Regions from separate parts of the Mus musculus genome. Here region 2 is linked to region 1. Evidence: chromatin contacts called from public promoter capture Hi-C data. All regions are on one chromosome and are shown on one strand. Each heading gives the region's core, a stretch centred on a gene start, on an enhancer-like site or on the middle of the called end of the contact. The rest is flanking DNA. Distances are from core to core; before and after follow the strand shown. Region 1 holds the start of Atxn7l1 (ataxin 7-like 1). Region 2 holds the start of Tspan13 (tetraspanin 13).

Evidence for each region. Promoter capture Hi-C pulls out the DNA fragments that hold promoters and counts their contacts.
Region 2: a contact with region 1 is called in a promoter capture Hi-C map of embryonic stem cells. The contact joins the promoter of Tspan13 here to the promoter of Atxn7l1 in region 1.

What each region holds. Positions count from the first base shown.
Region 1 is chr12:33,144,548-33,151,416 of GRCm38.p6, reverse strand. It overlaps Atxn7l1 (ataxin 7-like 1), which reads right to left and starts at 4,446. Exons shown (of 11, transcript NM_001374022.1): 1 at 3,502-4,446; 2 at 2,916-2,984. The coding sequence starts at 3,682. F730043M19Rik (RIKEN cDNA F730043M19 gene) reads left to right here and starts at 3,831. Exons shown (of 6, transcript NR_015602.3): 1 at 3,831-4,285.
Region 2 is chr12:36,039,163-36,046,031 of GRCm38.p6, reverse strand. Tspan13 (tetraspanin 13) reads left to right here and starts at 3,554. Exons shown (of 6, transcript NM_025359.3): 1 at 3,554-3,781. The coding sequence starts at 3,719.

The sequences.
Region 1 (6,869 bases), core at 3,197-5,696:
GGGGATAGGAAGGCTGATGGGAAGGTTCTTCACGGAAACTTCAGAGCATCCAGCTAACAGGACCTCCTCAGCATAGGCGACAAAGCAAAGGAAGGGATGCAGGAGGAGATGTCAACTACCAGATTACTCAAAAAGTCTGCCAGTGCCTGCAGTATCTGCCCCAGCAGTGGCGAGATAGCTCGGGAGGCAAAATGACTCCAATTTCATATTTCCAGCCTCACTTCCCGTCTGAAAAATGATTGTACCACATTGATGCTCAGAAAAGCACTATTCACAATAGTCAAAAGGTAGAAACGGCCCACACACCCAATGGATGAGTAGTAGATGCCAAAAGGAGCATGACTCTACCTTGAAAAGGCCTGAACTGATACACGATGTAACATGGATGAACCCTGTGAACACTCTGCTAAGAGAAACAAGCTCAACCCACGAAGGGCAAATATCGTCGTGGGAGGAGTCAGGTTCCCTGAAGAATCTCGAACAGGAACCTTCCCAGAGGCAGAAAGGGAATGGAAGATGCCAGGACCAAGGGGCTGGGGGACATGGGAAATCATCGCACATATGATTACGTCTGCTGAGACGGTAAACAGGCCGGGAAATGAAGATTAGTGACAGTTGTAAGACACTGTAAATATACTTAATACCACTGGGTTATGTGCTCAGGAAAGCTTACAATGGTAGGTTTTATGTTATATACTTGGCACTGCAACAGTATGTCCTGCCATTTCTCAATTGCAACCCTAAACTTTTATTCTTTTATTACCATATTTCTCCTCAAGACCTGCTTCTAGCCAACAGCACCATGGCCAGGCATGTATGTTCATAAACACAGATGCACAGAGTCCCACAGGGGCTACGCTGGGTCCTGCAATCATCCTTCACAAGTATCTGCCCACCCTAAGGCCTCCCACTTGATTACTCCAACAAGGGGGCCCAATGTGACCACACTGTGACACAGAGCCTCGGCCCAACTCTTAAGTTCTTACCAAAGGGCATGCACTTGCTACACACATGTTCTCTGTAAGAAAAGCTGCGTTCCTACACTAGGAAGACCTCAGGAACTTCTCATTCCTCATTGTCACCCAAGGCCACTCCACGAGGCCCACAACAAAGAGATTAAGTCCATGCCTGGCTATATAAGCCAACTGCTTGGGACACTGAACAGCGACAGGGTGTCCCTCCTGCAAACGCATTCAATTCGAAGCAAATCCTTGTACCCTCACAGGACAGAGGAGAGAAGAAGCAAGACTATGATTTCTGAGAGAAGGAGAGCATTTCATTCTCCCTTGCTCGTGCAGCAAAGAGAACCTGAGAACAAGAGCAGTCTGACATAGATGGGGCAGCAGGAAGATAAATTTTGTGGGTTATGGTCCTAACTCATCACCCTGGCCTGCCACGTGCCAATCCTGTGCACGCCACAGCCTTGAGTCAACTTTAGCATACAGTGCTGGTGGTCTGAGAGCTTAGCTCTCTAAAAGGTTCAAGACCTCAAGAGTTTCCTGGGAAGAGAGGCGACCACTGGGGATCCCTTTCCATTGCCAACACACATGAACATTTAGCACCAATAAGCTGCCACTTGTAAGAAGCCCGCTTGACGCCAGTCCCCCGAGGATCCTAAACACACGCATCAAGATCACGCTAAGATATTTAGAGGCAAACATCTTTAGAATAATGTTTTGTTCCCAAAGTACTTAATTAGCAGAAACACAGTGCCGGAGAACAGCCCTTGAGTTAAGATGTAAATGTTTTAATGTCCACGTTCTTTCCTGAAACACAAGCGATTCGTCTTACTGGACGGTCAGGAAATAGTGTGGCACTGAAAATCGGCAATTCTTGGTGTGAGTCCGCAAGTCCCAACTTTCCAAGCAGGTCTCATCCACCTCTGCGGGCAACACCCCCTTTCACCAGTGGACTAGGCTGCAGACTCGAATGGCTTTTCTCCACTCGCCGCGGATGAGAAAATGCTCCTACTGTCAAGTTACGTCTGAACTTTTTTGACAACCCCCATCAATTCCTCTGGCCCCTCCATGACTCCTTCCCACCACCAATTTCGGCCAGTTCTCCATACAAGACTCCAGATAGTGCATCACAATTCAAACGAACCCATCCTTTCTTTAAGCACAAAGTAGGTCCTCCAGTGTGGCTCCATTTGAAGCCAGAGGCCAGAGTGACCAATGGCAGGCTTGCAAACAAGGATCACTGATTTACAACAACCAAAGGTGTATGGTGTGCCCAGGCCTGACATAATGGCTTCACTCACATGCCAGATCTGGGGTCATTGTCTGTTCAATGTGTCCCCTTTCAGGTATCATATTTTCATGCTGGGAAGCACAGATTTGTGGGGGGAGGGGTCAGAGTGCAGGCCAAAGATCTGCACATATTGATAACCCCTAACCCTGGTCACTGCCTACAGTCTGTGACCGTGACCAGCAACAAGTAACAAAATGCTACTTGCAGCCAAGGCTTGCCATGTGCAACGGTTTTCAGTGAGAGTGGAGAAGCTGCCGGAATGACCGACCATGTGGGGTTCATTAAAACTTGTGAATTTACATACAAGGGAGGCTGGAATGCTTGTGAAGGGAGCCCCATGCCTCCTCACTCAGGGATTTCAAACCCCACCACCACCATTGGCCAATGGTGCTCCAAGGAGAATGGCAGAGACCAATGTGGACTCCAGCGGAGTGCAGTAAACTTCTGCCTTCCACAGCCTCCCCCACACTGAAAGACCCCCCCCCCAAGTTGTATTTATACTTCGAAGAAGGAAGTTAACAGTGAAGCAGTAGTCACCTGGGCGTGCTCAATTTCTGACAAGCCTTAGTCACTCTGTACCCAACAGAACAATTCACATTATATTCCAAAGCCTGTGAAGACTCTGCCACACAAGCTAACACTAACATGCCAAGAGCTCCACTTACCTTCTTTATTAAGCCTCATAACCTCCCTGCTTTTGCCACCCTCTTTTCCAGCCTCTTCTAAATCTACATCTGCAGATGAAAAAGAAAAGGAAAAAAGAAAATGAGGAAAAAAGGGGGGATGCCAAAGTCAAGGGGGGAGGGAGAGTGTTTATTGACAAACAGATCGATCTAAATACTGTATCTGAAAATCTTGCAAAATTTGACAATGCAACATTTTCTCCCGAGTCTGGCTTTCCATCTACCTGGCCCAGATAGGTACCCCCAAAAAAGGAAAGGAAAAAAAAAACTATGCAAGCAGCAACAGAGTCGCCTTTTAAACAGACACCACCGTGGGGCTGCGAAAGCCCACCCCGCAGGCTGCCTGCCCCGGAGAGCCAGGCACAGACAGACAGACAGCTTTGCTGGCAGCCGGGCCTCTCTGTGCTCTGATGGTCTGTGTCTGTGTGTATTTATTTAGAGAGAGAGAGAGAAGCATGGAGGACGCCGGGGGCCACTCTCTCTCACACACACACTTTTTCCCAGTGGCTCTAGGTGAATGGAAAGGTTACAGGATAATAAAAGGAGGTACAGGCGGTGGGGTTCTTACTGTCGGAGCAGTGTAATTTGGCGGCGTCGATCCAGGAGGACCAGGGTTTGCCCAGAAACGCCTCCGGACTGGGCACTTTGCGGTGCAGTGTCGCCATTGCTGTTCCTTCTTGTTGCTTTTTCCCTGTTCCTTCGGCAGCAGCAGCCGAGAGACACGGGATTCGAGAACGCTCCGACGTCATCTTCGGAACGTTCCGACATTGAGTGTTCTGAGAGGGGGAGGAGGGCGGCGGAGGAGGCGGGAGGCGGGGCGCGCTCGGCCCTGCCCGGCCCTGCTGTGCTGCGTGCAGCCGCTGGGGGCGCCAGAGAGGCGCCGTGTGCGCGGGGCTCGGGAGAGCGCGGAGTCCGGCAGGCTGAGAGCAGAGCCTGAGTGCGCCGCCGGTTCAGCCGGGCAGGGTCGCCTCGCGCCAGGATGCTGCGCCCCGCCGCCCTGTCCAGCCAGCAACCCTGGCGCGACCCCGGGAAGAAGCACAGGTTCTTTCGTCCAGTCGCCGCTGGAGGACCGAAAGTTTTGCTCGCTGCAAGTCTCTTCCTCCCAGAGTCCCAGTCACCCACCATGCGACGTCCCAGAAGGATCCCGGAGGCTTAGTGGGAACGAAATCGGCTGTTTTGCACCCCTCCATCCTTATCCCTCAGGGTAGAGCAGGGACTCTAGAGAGTACACCTCCCAGCTACCATCCACTTCACCCTGTCTCCTCTCTCGGTGAGCCTTGGAATCCGGTCTCTTCGCAGATGCCTTCAGGAGTCAGAAGCAAAGGGGAAATGGACATAACTCCGAGAAACCGGTGAGTGGGGGCAAGGGGAGTGATCATCCCATCCTTGGTTTCATAGCAGGCAAAATTCCAAAATCATTTTGTCTCTGGCGTTCCCGGGGATCTGTGCGATGGTTGTGTGTCCCAGCTGGTAGAGCCACTGCGGAGACTTTGCTCCGCGCACACCAGAGACTGAGCGAGCTCAAGGCTCTTGGGTGATGCTAAGCCCCTCCCTCAGACCCAGCACTTGCACAGAGCAAGCAGGTTGGCCAGAGGACTTCGCATCACCGGAGAACCTGACTGCCAGGTGTGTAGACGCGTGGCGCTTTGAGATGTCTCTTCTGACCCTAGGGGCTGGTAAATGAGACCTTAACCTTCTGTTACCTCTTTAGAATTGTTTGCTTACTAGGAATTCCCTAAACTGTAAAGACACCCTTACCCCCGTAATCAATAACTTTTCTATTTGTGAAGCATCCTTCCATTCTTACCACTGCTGTCCCCGGGAGCCCTTCTGCTCCACACTGAAGCGTTGCTTAATTCTGGGCTGTATTCTGGTGGGGCTGGAATGTCCTGGCACTCAGCACCATGAACCTCAAAACCTGCATTAGGATGGGGGCGGGGAAGGAACCTCTGGAGGCTTGTTTTCAGCTGTGATGTGTGTGCGCGAGTGGGCCTGCCTCTATGGGACATGGATAATTCTCAGGTTTGGATGAATTGCTACCTAACTAAGGTGCCAGTGGGTAAGGAATTACCTTACTTTAAATACTTGTGGTTTGGGAAATATTTCTCAGACCTTGACATCTTAGATGAGCCAGGCGCTGTACCTGACATTACTTCACCCATGCATCTTTTTAAATAACATTGTTTCTCATGGACCGGTTGCCCAGGGTCAGAGAGAGAGGGAGATCCATCCTGGTCTTCACAGAGCTGCAGCTGGAGAACGATCATGCTTAGCTCTTCAGGGAAGCTAGGCATGTGTACAGTGACCCCAGACCAGTGTGGCAAGGGTATGGACTTTCACGGCAGGGCCAGTTCCTTGGCGGAAGTTGAAATGAGCTAAGAGTGTTCAGAAAAAATGTGTCACCAAGAAAACGGAATCTGCTCTGCATATTAGAAATTGGGAAGATCTTATAGTAAGCTGAGGTCTGGTCTTGCCTAGAAAAGGGGACCATGCAGAACCTTGGGTGAATGTAAGCATATGTGGGTCGATGGTGTGGCTTAGCTGTGTAACGTCTTGTGTCCTACTAGGACCATCATTGGGAGCTAGCTGGAGGCAGCTAGGAAAAAACCAACATGTTCCATTCAAACATGTCCCCAAAATTGCTTAATAGACTTCGACTTAAATGAATCCATCTATCCCATCTGCCACTCTTGCTAAATTTCTCTGAGCATCTCAATTTGTGAGGACTTTGCTACCTACACCATTCGTTTTTCTCTAAGATTTCTCAGCACCTGGAAGGCAAGTGTACCACCCACCTTGCTGGTTGGACCATGTTGTTTATTTTTCCTACCTCACTTCTGGTGATAGATTAGAAACAGGACTAACATCAGAAATCCTCCTCGCCACCTAGGAATACCAGTTGGAGGGATTTCAGCTCTTTGTTAATGGATAGCACTAGAGCCCAGCCATGAATGAGCCGGGCATGATGAACAGACTCTTTTTGATAAGTAGAACTGAAGGAACCCAGGACATTTGCATTCTGGCAGGGCAGGGCAACCTCCATGGGAATGTGTCCTCTGCTTTCCAGTCCCCTTGCTCCTGGCAGAGTCAACAGACTCCTGTCTCCTAGGATGTGCAAAAGAGTTCTGTACTCCCTGTGGCTCGGACTTAGTGGATCCTGCTCTGTTCCTAACCACTGTCACTTGCCAGGGCCACCATAGGAGCAATGGTAGCCCTTTCTTACCCCTTAGCTCACCTGGGAAGAAGTTGAAAACTGATGTACGCGTACTCACTGAAACAAAGCCAGCCCTCATTGCTTAATGTAGTTGGGGGAGGGGAGCTTGAGGGAGCGTGGGATAGTGTGAGCATGTGATTCAATGTCCCGAATCCTACTGAACCTCAGCTTTCTTGATCCGTTGAATGGTCACCCAAAGCTGCTGTTCTCTTTAAGTTAATGTATTAGGGGAAATTCAGGGTGCTGAGCCCTGCAGATAAATAAGGCCTGATACATAGTGAGTCATAAGACATGTTTGTCATGATTCTCTCTCTCTCTCTCTCTCTCTCTCTCTCTCTCTCTCTCTCTCTCCCTCCCTCCCTCCCTCCCTCCCTCCCTCTCTCTCTCCCCCTCCCTCACTTGCTCTCAGTAGTTGCATTGGTTTTGGTTTTGGTTGCTTGTTTCTGTTTTGTTTTGTTTTGTTTTGAAATGGGGTATCACACTATAGCCCAGGATGGCCTCAAACTCACTGTGACCTCACAGCAATCTTCCCGCCTCGGCCTCCCATGTCTGAGGCCTGTTTCTTTAGTCAGGATGCATGAGATGCTGGGATTAGCAGCTGGCAGTTGGAAAGAGGCCAGCTCTCTGACGTGATTGCTTCCAGAAGAAACTCTGAGACTTCTGTCCCAGACATTACTGTCTGGCAGCACCGGATAACCTTCCAGGACAGAGTAGACCCCGCA
Region 2 (6,869 bases), core at 2,305-4,804, 2.9 Mb before region 1:
GGAAGTTCTCTGGTCAGTTGATCTTGAGTTTTTTTATTCCCTGTAACCAAAGTTTTTTACTCTTTTTATAATGCTATCAAGGTACAATAATGGGGTTTTTTAAAATCCCATCGATATTATCTAACCTGAATCACCTCCCAAAGGTGAAGTCAGATTATGTTCCCATCTTCTTAAGTAACTCACAATGGGAAATAATTTTCAGTCCAGGGCGTCTTGGGGAGACACTAAACTGTATTCAACTCATAGCTGCCTTGGCAGATCTTAGAACTGTGTTACACTCAGACTTTCTTTCTCTCGTTGTGACCTTTCTGCCCCTTCCCTCTTTGTTCCTCTCCCCACCCTTGCACAGGTACACTTGCGTGCTGGCTGCTGGTCTAGCATTCCCAGACTCCTATTTCTTCCTGAGTCCCACTCTGAGGTTTTCCTCTCCGATTAACCTCTTTCACCTTTAACCCAGCCTTGGCAGGCAAACTCTTGGAAGATCTGGAAAGACTCACAAGAATTTGTCTTTGCTGCGGCTCAGAATGACATCCCAAGCAGCTGATGGTTGTGGCCCATGTCTGTATTTTGCAACACCTGGAAGCTGAGGCAGGAGGATGCAATTTGATGTTAGCTTGGGCTATATAAGTAGATATCTTTGTCTCAGAAAAAAAATAACAATAACAACAAATGCTACAGAGAGAGAAAGAACAAAGAGCGAGTGGAGCAAGGGAAGATAGCGAGGAATGAAAGGGAGCAGGAAAGGGACAAAAGAACAGGGTTGGGGTGTAGAAGTGGATTGAACAGTCTCCTCCATCGACTGGGTAGGAGGCAATCAGCACATCACTTCCTTACTAGTCTACCGAGGGTAGCATAAAGATCCAGTTCATTTATTTCTTCATGAAAGAATCATGTATTTCATACCAAAACACTTTTTATGAAGCCTGCCTTCCTATGTCAGTTAACAACTCAGCCCATGTAATAGACACCAGTTTAAAGCAGTGGACAATGATTGAAGCCATGCTTTTATTTTGCCTGTGCACATGGACATGTGAGTATGCATTCATGACTGTGTGATAAAGCATGCATGCATGCAGGTGTTCAAGCACAGGTGTGCGTGCATGAGGAGGCAAGGAGACAACCTGAGGTATCTATGATTCGTCAGGCACTTCCCCCCTACTTTACAACACAGTCATGGTGGCCTAAGAGCTTGCTGCATAGGCCAGACTGGGCAGCTAGTGAGCCCCAGGAAGCTATCTGCCTGTCTCTACCTCCTCAGCACTGGATGTCTTTCCTTTTGATACTTCAAAAGATTTTCTTTTGATTCATGCTATTTTTGGTGATGTGAATATATGTGCACTTGAGTGCAGGTGTGCACTGAAGCCAGAGTGGTGGGATCCCCTGGAATTGTGAGTTCTGGGAGTCCGATCCTGTCTTCCTTTCTTCCTTTCTTCCTTTCTTTCTTTCTTTCTTTCTTTCTTTCTTTCTTTCTTTCTTTCTTTCTCTTTCTTTCTTTCTTTCTTTCTCTTTCTTTCTTTCTTTCTTTCTTTCTTTCTTTCTTTCTTTCTCTTTCTTTCTCTTTCTTTCTTTCTTTCTTTCTTTCTTTCTTTCTTTCTTTCTTTCTTAGATAGATTCTGTTATTCCATCTAGGCTAGTCTTCAACTCATAATTCTCCTGCCTCTGCTTTCCCAGGGTTGAGATTATAGCTATATGCTATCAAGCTTGACTTCCAAATACAATTCTCTTGCCCACCCAAATCTTTCAGAATGTTTAAAATACACGAAGTATGTAGAAAAGAAAAGCTTGAGACTGAAGTAGTTACTTCCACCCTGAAAACTGCTTACGCTTTATTTGGATAGGATATTGGTGTTGGAGTCTCAGATTTTCTTGTTGACACTTCTTTGTAAACTGCTTAGTTTAGTTTTATTTATATAGTTTAAAACAGAGTCTCCCTATGCAGTGTTGACTGACCTGAAACTCACAGAGATCTGCTTGCCTCTGCCTCCAGAGTACTGAAATTTAAGACGTGCACCACCATGTAAGTATTAAAATTCTGGATTTTAAAAAGAAAAGTAGAGCAGTATAGTTTGGAGTGCAGAGTTATTTCCCATACTAATTTTTAAAAATGTTTCTGGGAATACATACAAGATTGATAAGGATTGCAAGAGACGTAAAATCCATGAGTGTTTATTTGCATGGTGAGTTCTAAAGGAAGTACAAATAGGCTGGAGTATTTGAAGAGAAGGTATTTAATTAACTTGTTTAAGTCAATGATTTTTATGTTTGTTTTTTTTGGGTTTTTTTTTTGTTTTGTTTTGTTTTTGTTTTTTGACATACATTCACCTAACCGTGAGAAGTTTTAGGCTCAAAATGTACAGTAAATTTGAAAATCGCTTTTTAAAAGATCTATTTTACTATTTTACGAGTGTTTTGCCTGCATGTGTGTACCATGTGCATGCTTGATGCCCACTAAGGTCAGAGGAGGGCACTGGATCCCCAGGACTGGAGAGACAGGTGTTGTGAGTGCCATTTGGGTGTTGGGGTCCTCTGTAAAAGCAATAAGTGCCATAACAGCTGAGCCAACTCTTAAGGCCCTTAAAAATCTCTTTATAAAACCTATTGGTAGAATTTCTTTTGATAGAAAATACCAAATAGAAAATACCAAGCCTTTACTGCCGCTTAACAGTTGGAACCCAGTAGTGAGTGCCTTAAAACCATCAGGCGCACTGGTGCATCTGATAGGACACTTTATTCTATGCAAGGGGGTCTGTCAAATAGTGCATGATATACTTCTAATAATCTAGTTAGAGGTTAGGAATCAGGATGAAGATGCAGCAAACAAAAGTGATGATAAATTAATTGAATCTGTTATCGAAAGGCTTCCTAGCTTGTATTTATGCAAAAATAGGCCCCTAAAACCCAGGATCCCACTACAAGAATAAAGACTCCTGATTTATTTTGCACATATGTATTCATAAGGTTTATTAGTATTTCAAAAATCCCTGTAGATTAAGTCCTCTTGATCTGAAATCTGTCACAATTACAGGTTACCTTTCTTACCTATGTCGAGAGAAATTAGTTTTTATTTGCTCTTTTTAGTCTTTCACTGATGTTTTTCCTTTCATTGCCCCCTTCCCTGTTCTCTGTAAATCTTTCATTCTTGTCGTCTTTCTTTCATTCAAACGAGGCCAGGTGCTTCGATTTGTTTTATCATCTCATTCAAAATGGTGCCACGTCACCCACAGGGCAAGAATGGAGAGAGGTGCTGTCATTTCTCCTGCCAGCGTGGAGCCCCGCCCTCTGCTGTTCACCTGGGAGGGGGGAAATTATACAGAGGCCACAGTCTCGTGAGCCAGAGGCCGGCTCCCTCCAGACAGTCTCGGGGCCCCCTCCTCCTCCTCCTCCTTCTCCTCCGCTGAGCTGCCCCGCCTCTCCCGGACCCCAGAGCGCATTGATTTGCATATCTCTACCTTTGTTCCCTAGCAGTGGCCAATCAGAGTGCAGGGCGAGACGAGGCGGCGGGGCGGGGCGCGCGATCGGCGGATCCGCTGCGGCCGCAGGTTGCAGAGCGGGTGGGAGCCGCTGCGGGCGCGGCACTGCAGCCCTGATCCTGAACCCCGAACCCGAGCCCCGAGCCTAGCCCGGGCCACAGGCTCAGGAGGCCAGGATCCAGAAGCTACTCGCCCAGCCCGGCGGAAGACGCCTCGACCCGCAGGCACCCGCTAGCCCACGCGCCACGATGGTGTGCGGGGGCTTCTCGTGCTCCAAGAACTGCCTGTGCGCGCTCAACCTGCTGTATACCGTGAGTAGCCCGCGCCCGGTGGCACCTGCGGGGGCCGTCGGCCTCCTCCCCGCCTGAGTATTCGCCTGCGCCCCATCCCGCGCCCCTTGCGGGCTTCCCACGCCCCAGTTTCGCCTGCAGCCCCCGCCCGGGACCCCGAGCCTGCTTGTCGCAGTCTCCGCCCGTCCTTCATTGTGGCGCTCGCCCCTCGCCCTGCTCTCTGCAGCCCTTCACTTTCGCGTTCCTTCCCACTCTCCCCATTCTTTCATCCATCCCCAGGTTTCCATCTCAATCCCTCTAGCCGCACGCTTTCGGCTGGCCATCCCATCTGGAGGTTCGGAGGCTGGAGAGCAGCCCGGGCTTAGGGGACAGGTTTGCGGGATAGTGGGGCCTGGGATGGACCAGGCGGCCTGTGGATGGCGCGCTTCTGGCACAGCTCTAAAAGCTGCCTTTTGAATGGAGGCCATAGAGCAGGTTCACAGGATATCCGTGGCTTCCGAAGTTTGTTTCGTGCTTACATAAAGTCTCTTTGTTGATGTTTCTGCCCGTGAGGTATTCGCCTGATGCTTTTCCCATGCCATCTTCCTTCCCCTTTATCAATATTCTAGCTCCATTTTTGGCGAAGTCCTTCAGTATATAGTCCTCCACCCAAGTCGTTTTTATTTTTTTATTTATTTTTTCCTCCCTACGTATCAGCATATGCCTTCCAGCTTTAACATGGAAAACTCAGTTTGATTTTTTTTTTTTTTGAGGCATAATTGTGGCTGGACAGCAGGAAGTTGAGGTGATGTTTATTGAAAACCTTCACCACCCCAGCCTTTTCATTTGTCAATTTGTTATCTATCTGTGGCAAGCGCAGTTGTCTAAATTTTATAACGGTAAAGACCAAAAAAGGCTTTACTAAGTTTTCATAACTGGTAGTTGGAGAGTCTGGACTGGAACCAAGCTGTGGAATCTAGACCTTTCCACAAGCTGCCTCTCCTGCGTGGAAGAAACTTCCTTTCGGTCATCTCATTCCATCGGAGACTTGTTCTCTTCTATAAATACATCTGGTGCTTGCAGCACCCACCCTGAAAACAAACCCAGTTTCCCTGCATTAGCAGAGCCAGGCCATCTGGGCCAGCTTAGGTTACATCTATGGACAAGAGAGGCCGCTTGTGGTTGACAAGCAGAGACACCAGGTCACGGGTCATTTTACCTTTTTTTTTTTTTTCTGGTGTGTGTCTGAAAATGATGGCAAAGCTTTGACATAGGCACCGATGGTGTATATATTTTTCTGGCTAGTTCCTGGGAATCCAGTCAACATGCTCACAAATGGTACACTTGGCAGAAAAATTCTAGAATACATGGTGGCGAAACAGCTCCTGTCACTGGAAATCCATGTCAAGTTTCATATTAAGTTCACCTGTGCGGTGTGAGGCATGCTTACCACATTGCTATATTGTAAATTCCTATCCGTTCTTGAACAATTTCTCTTATTAACATGAATGGTCTGCTTAGAACGTCACATTCTATTTTGTGCCTGAGTCCCCCTCCCCCCCTCAGTGATTCAGTCATCTGTTTACCTGATTCTCCATCTTACAGTGTCTGCTTACACACAGTGCAGGGTACAGTGGCTGCTTCTGTGCCTCTTCGGCTATCTGTAGACATCAATGTGCAATATATACATTTAAAAAAAAAAGAACCTTTTTTCTTTTTTCAAATCAAGTAATACTGCTTTTAAGGTATATTATTTCCAGCAGTATTTACAGCGTGTCGTGAAAGCCAGGAGAAAGAAAAGTTGACCCTAAAGGCATATGTTAAGATTATTTAATATCTGCCCTAAATTATTGACTTCCAAAGTGTGTGTTATTGATTTTTTATCAGGTATGCAGTGAAAATTAATTGGAAATTCATGGGAATATAAATATGGCTAGCCATTCAAAGTCCTAGACTGTTTTAGACAAAGGGAAAAGAAGTTATTGTCTAAACATTTCCTCCTAAGCATTGCAAATAGGCAAAGTGACTATGACAGCGAGGTGAACAGAAGGAAAGGGTAGACTTGATTTTTAACATCTAGCTAAACATAAACACCTGTGTCTTCTTCCCTGTCTCTCCCTCAACATTTGAAGATGAAAAAAAAAAAAGTGTGATTTCTACCAGGGTTGAATTTGGCGATTAGGAGGTATTTTTTTTTTAGGACGGGAATAAAAAGATCCTCTGTAGGTTCTACTCTGGCCCTGGTAAGTGCTTGTGTTCTGCTCAGTGCTGCAGTGATAAAGATGAGGTCATTTCTGCAAGTGTTAGAACCAGGGTAGCTGGCGGGAAGGCCCATGCATGCCTGTGTCAGACTTCACCGCTGTTGCTTTGAAGCATTTTCTGAGAACTCGGGGGCACTCTCAGCCAAGCTGTGTGCCCTCAAGTGAGCCAGACAGTTCTCAGTGTGACCAGTCTAGAAGTAGAAAGCAGGTCCCTCAAACACGATGGGAGGAACATCCCTGAATTTGTCTTGGGAATCCAGTGACTGTAGAGCGGTTAATGGTGGATTTTTCTTTTCTGCCATGCGTCTTTTAACTGAGGGAATCGCAGTACTGACATAACCGTGGGTTAATGTACTGTGTGTAAACAATCTGTACACGCAGATGAAAAGGGGAAGTAGAATTGGTGTGTCATAAGGAACAGAGCCACTTGCTTCAGAGCTTCCTATATTTAAAGATGATGAGTTTCTTCAGTCAACAGTGTTAGTTGGTTTGTGATGACATGAGTCTCAACCTGGAAATGCAAGAGCAAACCAAACTGGACTCTAAAGTGAGTATGTTTGATGAGGCCGCTTCTCATTTATTGCATATGGTCTTGAGGACTGTATTTTACCAGTAAACTTTTGTTTATCTTCTACGCTACTGAAATCCATGGGGGAATGAGTATATATATATATATATATATATATATATATGCTATTTTTGGCCCAGTATGAAGGATCTAGTTGGGAATATTAAATGATGTGTAAAGGCTTAGACACCATAAAATTTAGGACTGAGAAAAAACTTTCTGAGTTAGGAATAAAGAAGGGATGTTTGAATTGAGGAGGTTTGAAGAGATAGTTTCCAAGTCTCTTTCATATCTTTAGGAC